2 separate regions of the Hordeum vulgare genome follow, and region 1 is linked to region 2. Evidence: chromatin contacts called from public Hi-C data. All regions are on one chromosome and are shown on one strand. The core of a region is the stretch at or near the end of the contact, and the rest is flanking DNA. Distances in the headings are between cores, read along the strand shown.

Region 1 (5,131 bases), core at 1,386-3,885, 230 kb after region 2:
CAATGTTCACCTCCGGACCTTTCCTGAGTTCCTCGTCACGTCCAGTATTTCATCTGGGACTCCGAACAACCTTGGGTGACCAATACAATGACTCGATTATGCTTATATCGACACCAAACGTTAAGTGTGTAGACCCTAGGGGTTCGAGAACTATGTACACATGACCGAGACACTCTCCTGTCAATAGCCAACAGTGGGACCTGGATGCCCATATTGGTTCCAACATATTCTACGAATATCTTTATCGGTCGAACCTCGATATCAAGGATTCAATCAATCCCGTATACAATTCCCTTTGTCCATCAGTATGTTACTTGCCCGAGATTCAATCATTGGTATCTCTATACCTAGTTCAATCTCATTATCGTCAAGTCTCTTTACTCGTTCCGTAATACAAGATCTCATGGCTAACTACTTAGCCACATTGCTTGCAAGCTCATTGTGATGTTGTATTACCAAGTGGGTGCTGAGATACCTCTCCGTCACACGGAGTAACAAATCCCAGTCTTGATCCATGCCAACTCAACAAACACCCTCAGAGATACCTGTAGAGCACCTTTATAGTCACCCAGTTACGTTGCGACGTTTGACACACACAAGGTACTCCTTCGGTGTGAGTGAGTCGCATGATCTCATGGTCATAGGAACAGATACTTGACATGTAGAAAACAGTAGCATTAAACTCACACGATCATGTGCTACGTTCATAGTTTGGGTCTTGTCCATCACATCATTCTCCTAATGATGTGATCCCGTTATCAAATGACAACACATGTCTATGGCCAGGAAACTTTGACCATCTTTGGTTAACGAGTTAGTCCTTTAGAGGCTCACTAGAGACAGTGTGTTGTCTATGTATCCACACATATATTTGAGTTTCCAACCAATACAATTCTAGCATGCATAATAAATGATTATCATTATCATGAACAAGGAAATATAATAATAACCACTTTATTATTGCCTCCAGGGCATATTTCCAATAGGAAGGGGTCCCGACGGCGGGCTAGGGTTTGAGACGCCCGAGTCGCCCCTGCGGGAGCGACGCGGGGGGCAAACGAGGGGGATTCCTCAAGGAATAGATCACGATACCTCTCGACTATGGGGCACTGGCCCTCGCATGTGCACTTAGCGATTGTTAGCTACTAACTGATTTGGAGGTATTAGCAAAACCAAGGAAGGAGCAACTAGCTCGAAGCACAAGGACGTCATCATGGGTGCAGCCTCCAACGAATCATACAGAGTTTAATAAGGATGCGGTGGTGATGAGGAACGGGAGTTATGGGTCGGTTGCAGTGGTGAGCCATGATATGGAGGGTACGTTCCTGGGAGCTTCTTGTATTACAGTGAGACATATCTCAGACCCGGAGAAACTTGAAGCATTGGCGGTCCATGAAGCTTTAGCTCTAGCAGATGATCTCTATGTTCAAAACATACATGTGGCTACGGACTATAAGGTAGTGGTGGACGGATTAAAGCAAGGTTCTTTTGCTGAATATGGAGCGATAACACATGAAATCATTCGATATTCGGCTTTGTTCTCATCTTGTATATATAGTCCACGAGTATAGGAGCTCGAATATCGAGGCTCACAATCTCGCTAGGCATACTTTGTCTTTAGGGTTTGGCTGCCATGTTTGACTTGGACATCGTGATGATCTTATATTTGTACGAGAGAACATTTCGATTACTTAAATAAAGCTTGTTGAGTTGTCTTAAAAAAAGCTAATCTCTACTAGAGCTAAAGTTTAAGAATGAACTACAAAGCGAGATGTGAACACATTTTGAATTTTTTTTACATTTCTTTGAAACTATACACATTTTTTCAAAGGTTATTAACGTTTGAAAATACGAACATTTCCAGAACAGGGCAAACAATTTTTGATATTTTATGCATTTTGAACAAGCAAACATTTTTGGAATTGCGAACGTTTATTTTATGTTCTATCCTTTTTGTACCAATGCAAGTAATTTTTGAAAGATATGACATATTTGAAAGACAATAGTAATTTCTCAAAAAGTGATTATTTTATAAAACTATTATCATAAATTCTGAACAATTTTTAAAATTGGATAATTTGGAAACAATTAATTAATCTAGAAATCCCCAAAGAATTTTGTCGAAGCTCTGAACATTTTTCGAAATTCTTGAATATTTTTTGAATTTATGAATAAAATTTGGAAAACATGAACATTTTATTGAATTTCAAAGTTTATAAAACCTAGAAATTTTTGGTAAATTACGAATTTATTTTGATTTTCTGAGAAAATTTGATGAAAGGAAACATTTTTTAAATTGAAATATTTTTTAAAATGCAAAACAAAAATTGAAAAAATCTGAACATGTTTTAATACATAAATCGTTTGGCTAAATATATGAAAGGTCTTTGTATTTCCTGTTTCAAACTTTTTATAAAGAATATAAAAAGGAAAAGAAAATAAAATTAAAAAGAATAATACAAAAGAAACAAAAGGTGGAAAGATATAATGGCAAAGGATCCTGTTGTACATTGGTGCTGCCAAAAATGTGCCAACCCATGTGGTTTAGCGATAGTTTGCTGCAATACGCGTCATATAGGAAGGAGGTGTCGATACAGCGCTCAGGTCGCACGCGAGCACGACCTGACGGGCGGAAGATCCGATTTAACGCCCGCAGGCGTCAAAAGGATGGGGCTTTGCTGAAGCCTGGCCACCCGACGCCCCAGTTTGGTCCGACCATGGTCGTTCTACCTTTTTTTCTTCCTGTTTTTTTCTCATTACTTTTTATATTTTTATGTTTATGTTTATGTTTATTTTATTTAATATCATTTTAGTTTTTATATTTATTTCGTATTACACACAATTCATTGCATGTTTATCTACACAATTGTTCATCGTATTTTAAGAAAAACATTGTCATATTAAGAAAATGATCAATATATTGTCGGAAAGGTTCATTTTGTCTTTTTGAATTGTTCAACATATATTGAAAAATATGTTCGATGTGTACTTATATATTGTTCAGCATATATCACTAAAAAATTCCAATGTGTATTTAAATGTTTATTCAACGTATACCATAAAATACAAAAAAAATCCATATAAATATTGGTCAGCATACGCTCGACGATCGTATGGGATGGTCCATTTTACTTTCTTTCCTTTTCCTTTCGTTTTCTTTTTTACTTTTTTTTAAACTTTAGCCTCTTTTTTATTATTTTCTTTTTATCATTTTTTGCGAATTTTCTTTCAAATTCATGAACATTTTTTTTCATCGAATTTGAAAACTACTCATCAATGTATAAAATGTTTAAAAATTAAAAAAAATCATTGGATACATTTTTTTCATGAGATTTGAATTTTTGTCATCAGAATTCAAATTTTGTTCATAAAATTTGGAAAAAAAAGTCATCAAATTCGAAAGTTGTTCCTGATTTCAAAAAATATTCATGAAATTGCAAACGTGTTAATGGAATTCTAAATTTGTTCATCCTTTTTTCGAAATCCTTTTTTCGAAATAAAAATTTCTCTTCAATACAATTTTTGTTCCTCAAGTTAGAAAAATTCTTCAAATTCAAATTTTGTTCATCAAATACAAATTAGATATTCCTAATTTTTGTAAAATTCTCTTTAAAATTGTCCGCCTATTTTTATGAAAATTATGATCATTTTTCTAAACCGTGAACATATTTCGAGTTCTTGAACATGTTTTGAAACTGCATGCATTTGGAACACATGAACAAGTTTTTTGCATAGGCGAACATTTTTAGAATTCAGGAACAACGTCTGAACACACGAAAAATTATTTTTAAAATCACGTCCATTTTTTTAATTGATGAACATTTTTTAAAATTCATGAGTATATTTTCAATTTATGAACATTTTTTAAACCACAAACATTATATGATTTGCTGGAACATTTTTTTTTAATTTGAAAGTTTTTTCAAATTCAGAATGACTTTAAAGAAGAAGAAAATAAAAAACAAAACATAACGAAACAAGAAAAACTAGGGCATTAACCCTTGCTCATAGGCCAGCCTGATAGGGGCGCGCAGGTGTCATGCATGGAATAGGGTGTCCCATGTAGGATATGCTAAATAGGGAGCTGCCTTGCGACGATTAGGCCGGCCGCAATTGTAAGTACTGATTGCAAGTTTACAACCAACCATGACAACTTTCCATTATCAACAACTGGGCCCATACAACAAGATTATGTACCGGACACATCATGTGTACACAAAAATAGGCTCATAGCAGTATTAGTATATGTTACGCATTTTGAGAAATGTGTGACATGTAACAAGCTTCGTGACATCACACACTCTACCCCTCCTCATCGAGAGAGTGAGCCAACACATCTTAAGGACGAAGTCATTACAAGTGTCTCGTAGCCGACAAAAACATTATGTTTTACTGAACAAACATTGTTGGACCTTTGATAGAAAAATCAGAACAGTGTGAATATCAATGTTAAGTCTAGAAGACTCACTTGAACTGCGGTAGGCTCGTTCCATCACATGAAAGATACAGTCAATTCACAACGTGCACTTTAATCTTCTCTAGTTCTCTTTGTGGATTTATCAATTTTTACAAGTGCCACAAATCGTGTAATAGATTGCATCATGTGCCGTGACATTACATGTAAGACCCAAAAGCCATCTAAACCCCGCACAATGGACGGCTTATCATCACATCGTTCCAACCGCTACGTATCTCTGCCAGCTTCTTTCTGATTGGAGCATCAAAAATGTCTTTTCTCGTCAAGATCACGTGACTATTTGGCATGTCTCGCATCTACGTGTTCTATCAAACAAACAAAACAAGTCACATCATCACCAAATCGGCTCTCGCCTTATGCCTCAGGTAGGCCCGGGAAACTACATCTTCAATCTGTCGTGGAGAAACCGTGGAGTATGTCGGTGCCAACACACAGGGCCCTCCAAACAGTAGCCGATCGATCGTCGTGACATGAGCACACCAAAATTAAGTGAAAACAAGAAGTGGTGTACGTGTTTACTTAGGCAGGATACTTCAGCGGGAACTGTCGAATACATATGAAGCGTGAAATGTTTGTGAGGGTATTGATTTATAGATATATTTTTACCGCGGACCAGTGGAAAAAACCCTGAGTAATTCGATATACATGGCTGAG
Region 2 (5,025 bases), core at 1,206-3,705:
ATAGAATGCTTAAAGTATCATGTAATATAATTCGTGATACTTCAATAAGTTACAGTTGAATTTGTTTTGCAGCTTTGCATACAAGAAACTTGAAAGAAAAAACATTCTGCCCCGCTAAATATAGTATTATTCACTTGTCTCGGAAATCTGAGAAACCACCTTCTCTGCGTCCTCCCATCTTCTGCTTGTATGTTCTGAGTTTAGCAGATGGGCAGGGGTTCGCCGTTCCACTCCTTGAGGCACTCAAGCAGTGCATCGATGTGCTTGCCTTGGTTAATGGCCACGAGCACCTTGTTGAGCTCCTCGCCGGGTGATCGTGTCTTCTCTCCGGTTAGGTATACAGTTCCGAGCTCCTCACGCACAAACCGGTAGAGAGGGTACGAGCGACACTCGGTGATTCTGTTGGGCATTTCAGCTGTGCCGCTCTCTACGGCAGCGCGTGCAGCCTCGACCGCCCGGGGCAGCGTCTTGCGTAGCTCCTCCTCAAATAAGGCAACCTTTGCCAACACGGAAGTCTCCGCATCAAACTCGGCCATGCCATTGGAGAGGGCGCGCTCCACAAGCACACCACGTAGCTTCTTCATGAGTGGATAGTTAGGGCTGCAAGGGTCGTCGGCGTAGGCAAACACTGCCTCGCGCTCAATCTCCTGGAGCAGGTCTTTCTCGCAGAAGCGCGCAACGTGAAGGCCACCGGTGGAATTGGTGCTTAGTGTCTTTTTTGCCACCGTCATCACACAGCTCTTGACTGCGCTCTTGACATTCTCCTCGATGTGGCGTAGGTCAATAGCTTGGCAGAGGGCAACCAAGAAAGTCGAGGACATGAGCTTGAGGATTTCAATGGCCTCTGCAGTCTTCCTGGAGGAGATGAGACCAAGAGAGTTAACGTCCTGGTTGTGTTGCTCGGCGCTCTGGACGTGATTGGTCACCGGGTTGCCCAAGAACTGCAGCTCCGAGCAGTAAGAGGCCATGGCGATCTCGGCGCCTTTGAAGCCGTAGTCCAAGCTTGGGTTGCGGCCACCGGATAGGTTTGATGGTAGACCATTATTGTAAAGGTCATTGACAAGCTCTGAGAATTGAGCAAACATGAGCTTGCCAATGGCTGCGATTGCGAGGCGGGTATTGTCCATGGACACGCCAATAGGGGTCCCTTGGAAGTTTCCACCGTGAATCGCCTTGCCACGGGAGACATCAATGAGCGGGTTGTCATTGACGGAATTGATCTCACGCTCAATTGACTTGGTGGCAGCACGAATAACTTCGATTTGTGGTCCAAGCCACTGTGGGGATGTCCGGAGTGCGTACCGGTCTTGCTTAGGCTTCATCAGCGGATCAAGATCGCCAAGCTTCTTTGCAAGCTTCATGTAGGAGCTTCCCTCCAAGATGTGCTCCATGATAGCAGCTGCCTCTATCTGTCCTGGATGGTGCTTGAGCTTGTGGGTAAGGTGATCGGTGAATTCCGGTTTGCCGTTCATGACCTCGCAGAACACGGCAGAAATGACCTCCGCGAGGAGAGCAAGAATGTTTGCCTCGAAGAGCACGGTGGACGCAAGAGCAGAGCCCACAGCCGTGCCATTCACCATGGCGAGACCTTCCTTTGGTTGCAGCTCGAAGAAGCCGCCATGGATGCCAGCTATCTTGAACGCCTCGGCGGCGTTCACCTTGGTGCCATCTGGGCCAATCGCCACGGAGTTGTCGCGGCCGGTGATCAGTCCGGCAATGTAGGAGAGCGGAACCAGGTCACCCGACGCGGTGATGGTGCCACGAAGGGGCAGGCACGGCGTGACATTGGCATTGAGCAACTTGGCAACCGCCTCGAGGATCTCGAACCGGATCCCAGAGTATCCTTGAAGGAGGGTGTTGATGCGGACGAGCATGGCCGCACGTGTGGTCGCAGCCGGCAGAACATGAGCGTCGGAGCCGGTGCCGAACGCACCAGCGTTGAGGAACCTGATGAGCTCTCTTTGGAGGGCGCCTCCCTCCTTGGTCCTCCGGTGGGACGTTGCACCGAAACCGGTGGTGACACCGTAGCTGTCGGTGCCGTTCATCATGCTGTTCATGACCCAGTCGCTGCTGGCCTTGACACGCTCGCGGGCAGACTCGTCGAGCTCCACCACCACCTCGCCAGCAGCTGCCACGGCCGCGACCTTGGCGATGCTCAGGCTTGCGCCCTCGATCGTCACCACGGGCTTGCGGTACTCTGCCACCATCCTCTTCACTTCGTCCAAGTGGCTACCCGTCAGCTCCTCCGCCGCCTTCCCCCAGTTAAGCGGGTCGGCATGCTGGATTGCCATGCACAAGATGTTGCCGTTGGCAGCAGCCTCGCCATTCTCGCACTCCATCTCACTTGCGAATGGACAAGTTAGCTAAAGCACTAGTCTGAAGGATATGAAGGGTGATGTAGTGTTGGTTCCCTGCAGGGGCTCGTGAGAAGAGTGGTGTAGCTAGAAGTTGCTGCTCTTCTTGGAGAGGAATGTATGCGGAGGCAGGTTTAAATAGGGACCGTGGGATGAGGATGGAGTTGGTAGTACCACTTTTTTGAAGAAAAAAAAGGTAATACCACTTTTAGTACCACCGAGGCACTAGAGGCGGTAGGTGCGTATTTTCTGAGGCGTATGAGGCGCCAACGTACGGTGTGGAAACTTCGTTGTTGGGTGGTTTACGCGGGGTTGGTGCCTTGTGCGACCTTGCTCGGTCTCGTTCTTCCTTTTCATGGCTCCGGTCAACCTTATCATTTTTCTACCTCGCACGAGGATAACTTGTTCCAACCGACGTCAGGCAGCAGGTCCATCTTCTTGGGGTTAGAGGTCTTTTCCAAAAAAAAGTATTTCTTTCGTTCTATATTATAAAGCAAACAACACCGAGCACATGACATTTACAGCACACTGCGCCTTTTGATAGGCAACGTTTTCCTTCGAAAAACCCAGAGCCCCTCAGCGACGCACATCAATCTGACCGACGGGGCGCAAATCGGGACTGCTGATCAGCGATGGCCTCGCCTGCTGATCGGGGGAAAGAGAAGGAGGCGCTCTCGCCCAGGACGGAGAGGGTAAAACTTGCGGAGGCGCACAGTAAGATGGAGATAACTGATGAGGAAACGACCCCGCTGGTGCTTGACGGTCTGGAGGAGGGATCGAAGGAGAAGTGGTTGTTGGTCAAAAAAGTTCTTCACCGACATACTCTCCACATCCAGACGAAATCCAACACGCTCCGGCCAGCGTGGGGGAACCCTAAGGGTTTGTCCTTCAAACATGCGGGGGAAAACATGTTTGTGGCAGAATTTGCATGTCAAAGGGATCGTGATCGCGTGTGGGAGGGATCACCATAGCATGTCAGTAAGAATGTCGTGATCTTGTCTAAATTTGATGAGTGCATGCGACCGTGTGAGTTAAAGTTTGACAAGCTGCAGCTATGGGCTCGAGTGTTGAACCTCCCGTTCAATCTCCGAGCTGAACAGTGAAGTACATCAATTGCACATCAGATCGATAAAAAAGCAAGAACTGTCCAGCTTGATCATGCAGCCGGCTACCTAAGGGCGAGAGTCAACATGGAGGTGGACAAGCCCTTGAGGAGGTGGATACTAATAGAATCAAAGAGGAGGAAGTGCATGTATATATATGATATTGTCTACGAGAACGTACCACACTTCTGCTTCTCATGTTGCAAGTTGGGTCATTCAGACCTTCTGTGCACTATGCCTGGAACACGAGATGAGAATGGTGACCTTCCGTTTGGGAAGGGTGTGCGTGCGCAGAATGAGAGGAAAAATACCGTGTAGGGGGATAGATCGACGAGGGAGAGTTCTGCTGCCCTAAAGAATAAAGCGGATACACGCAACTCAAGCACAATAGCCAAGAGCACGACCGAGGTTACATCCTGGTTAAGCAACCGCGGAACCAACAGAAGATAAAGGGAGGGCCTTAGACTCAGAACCATATGTATAGAAGGGTGAATCGGCCCCTTCTAACAATTGCTCCCCATCAGGCAGAAGATGGACCAGCTAGGGAGAATGCTTCTCTCGGGGACCCACCAGAGGGTTCGGAAACTGAGAGGGAGACAAAGAAAAAGAAACCTACCCCGAATAATTCAGATTCTTCGGCAGCGGCTGCGAGTCAGCCCTGCCCGCAGCAATGAGTTGCTTAAGCTGGAACTGTCGAGGGCTTGGTAACCCTTCGACAGTTCGAGAGCTTCATAGTGTGGTGAAGCAGGAAGGGCCCTGTCTCCTATTTGTGATGGAGACAAAAATCTCAGCACAAAGGGTGGAGAGCTTCAGAACCATTTAGGTTTTGCAGGGTATTTTGCGGTGAACAGTACTCGCCTTAGTGGTGGTATTGGTTTGTTCTGGAAGGATGAGCTAGATGTAGAACTGAAGAATTATAGCTCATGCCATATTGATGTTCTGATTAAGAAAAAGAACCGAGCCTAGCAAGAGTGGAGGGTCACGGGGTTCTATGGAGCTCCATTAGTGAAGGATCGGCCACATAGCTGGAGATTTCTTCGAACACTCTTTGGAATACAACATGATGCGTGGCTTTGTGTTGGTGATTTCAATGAGACCTTGACTGCGTCTGAACACTTCTCTCATGCAGATCGTCCTGAATATCAAATGAGGGCGTTCAGAGAGTCGGTCGATGACTGCTCGCTACTCGACCTCGGTTGGTCAGGAGCGGAGCATACATGGGATAATGGACAGCAGGGAGACGCAAATGTTAAAGCCAGGTTGGACCGTGGTCTTGGCAATCTTCGGTTCGTCAACATGTTCCCTAACACGCGTGTTCGGCATATTGGAACCATGGAATCTGATCATTGCTTTGTTCTGGTGGATCCAAGGGAAAATTTGGCCGTAGCAGGTGCAAGAACTGGTAGGCAGTTTTGGTATGAGCATGTTTGGCAAACTCACGTTGATTACGACCAGTTTGTGCTTCGGCAGTGGCATAAGGGAGCTGGACAACAGGGTTTGGCCGGGGTGGTGAATGCCCTGAGCGACATGCAGCAGATGCTGGCTAACTGGGGGCGAAGGAGTTTGGA

What was found. Hi-C and Micro-C count contacts between places; a contact is called where the count stands out from the background.
Region 1: a Hi-C map of leaf shows a contact between it and region 2, with 3 times the contacts expected there. The contact joins the enhancer-like site here to the promoter of LOC123404696 in region 2. A contact is called at or near these places in 2 of 6 Hi-C or Micro-C datasets (both in leaf).

Annotation. Positions count from the first base shown.
Region 1 is chr6H:378,579,711-378,584,841 of MorexV3_pseudomolecules_assembly, forward strand. No RefSeq gene overlaps it. Among protein-coding and RNA genes, the nearest start is that of LOC123406039, 230 kb to the right of the region's middle. Within about 2 kb of position 2,636, at least 3 of the 3 cell types and tissues checked have open chromatin away from gene starts, as enhancers often do. A contact at or near this core is called in leaf, where this site is marked.
Region 2 is chr6H:378,347,477-378,352,501 of MorexV3_pseudomolecules_assembly, forward strand. It overlaps LOC123404696 (phenylalanine ammonia-lyase), which reads right to left and starts at 2,456. Exons shown (of 1, transcript XM_045098645.1): 1 at 1-2,456. The coding sequence starts at 2,339. The coding sequence ends at 201.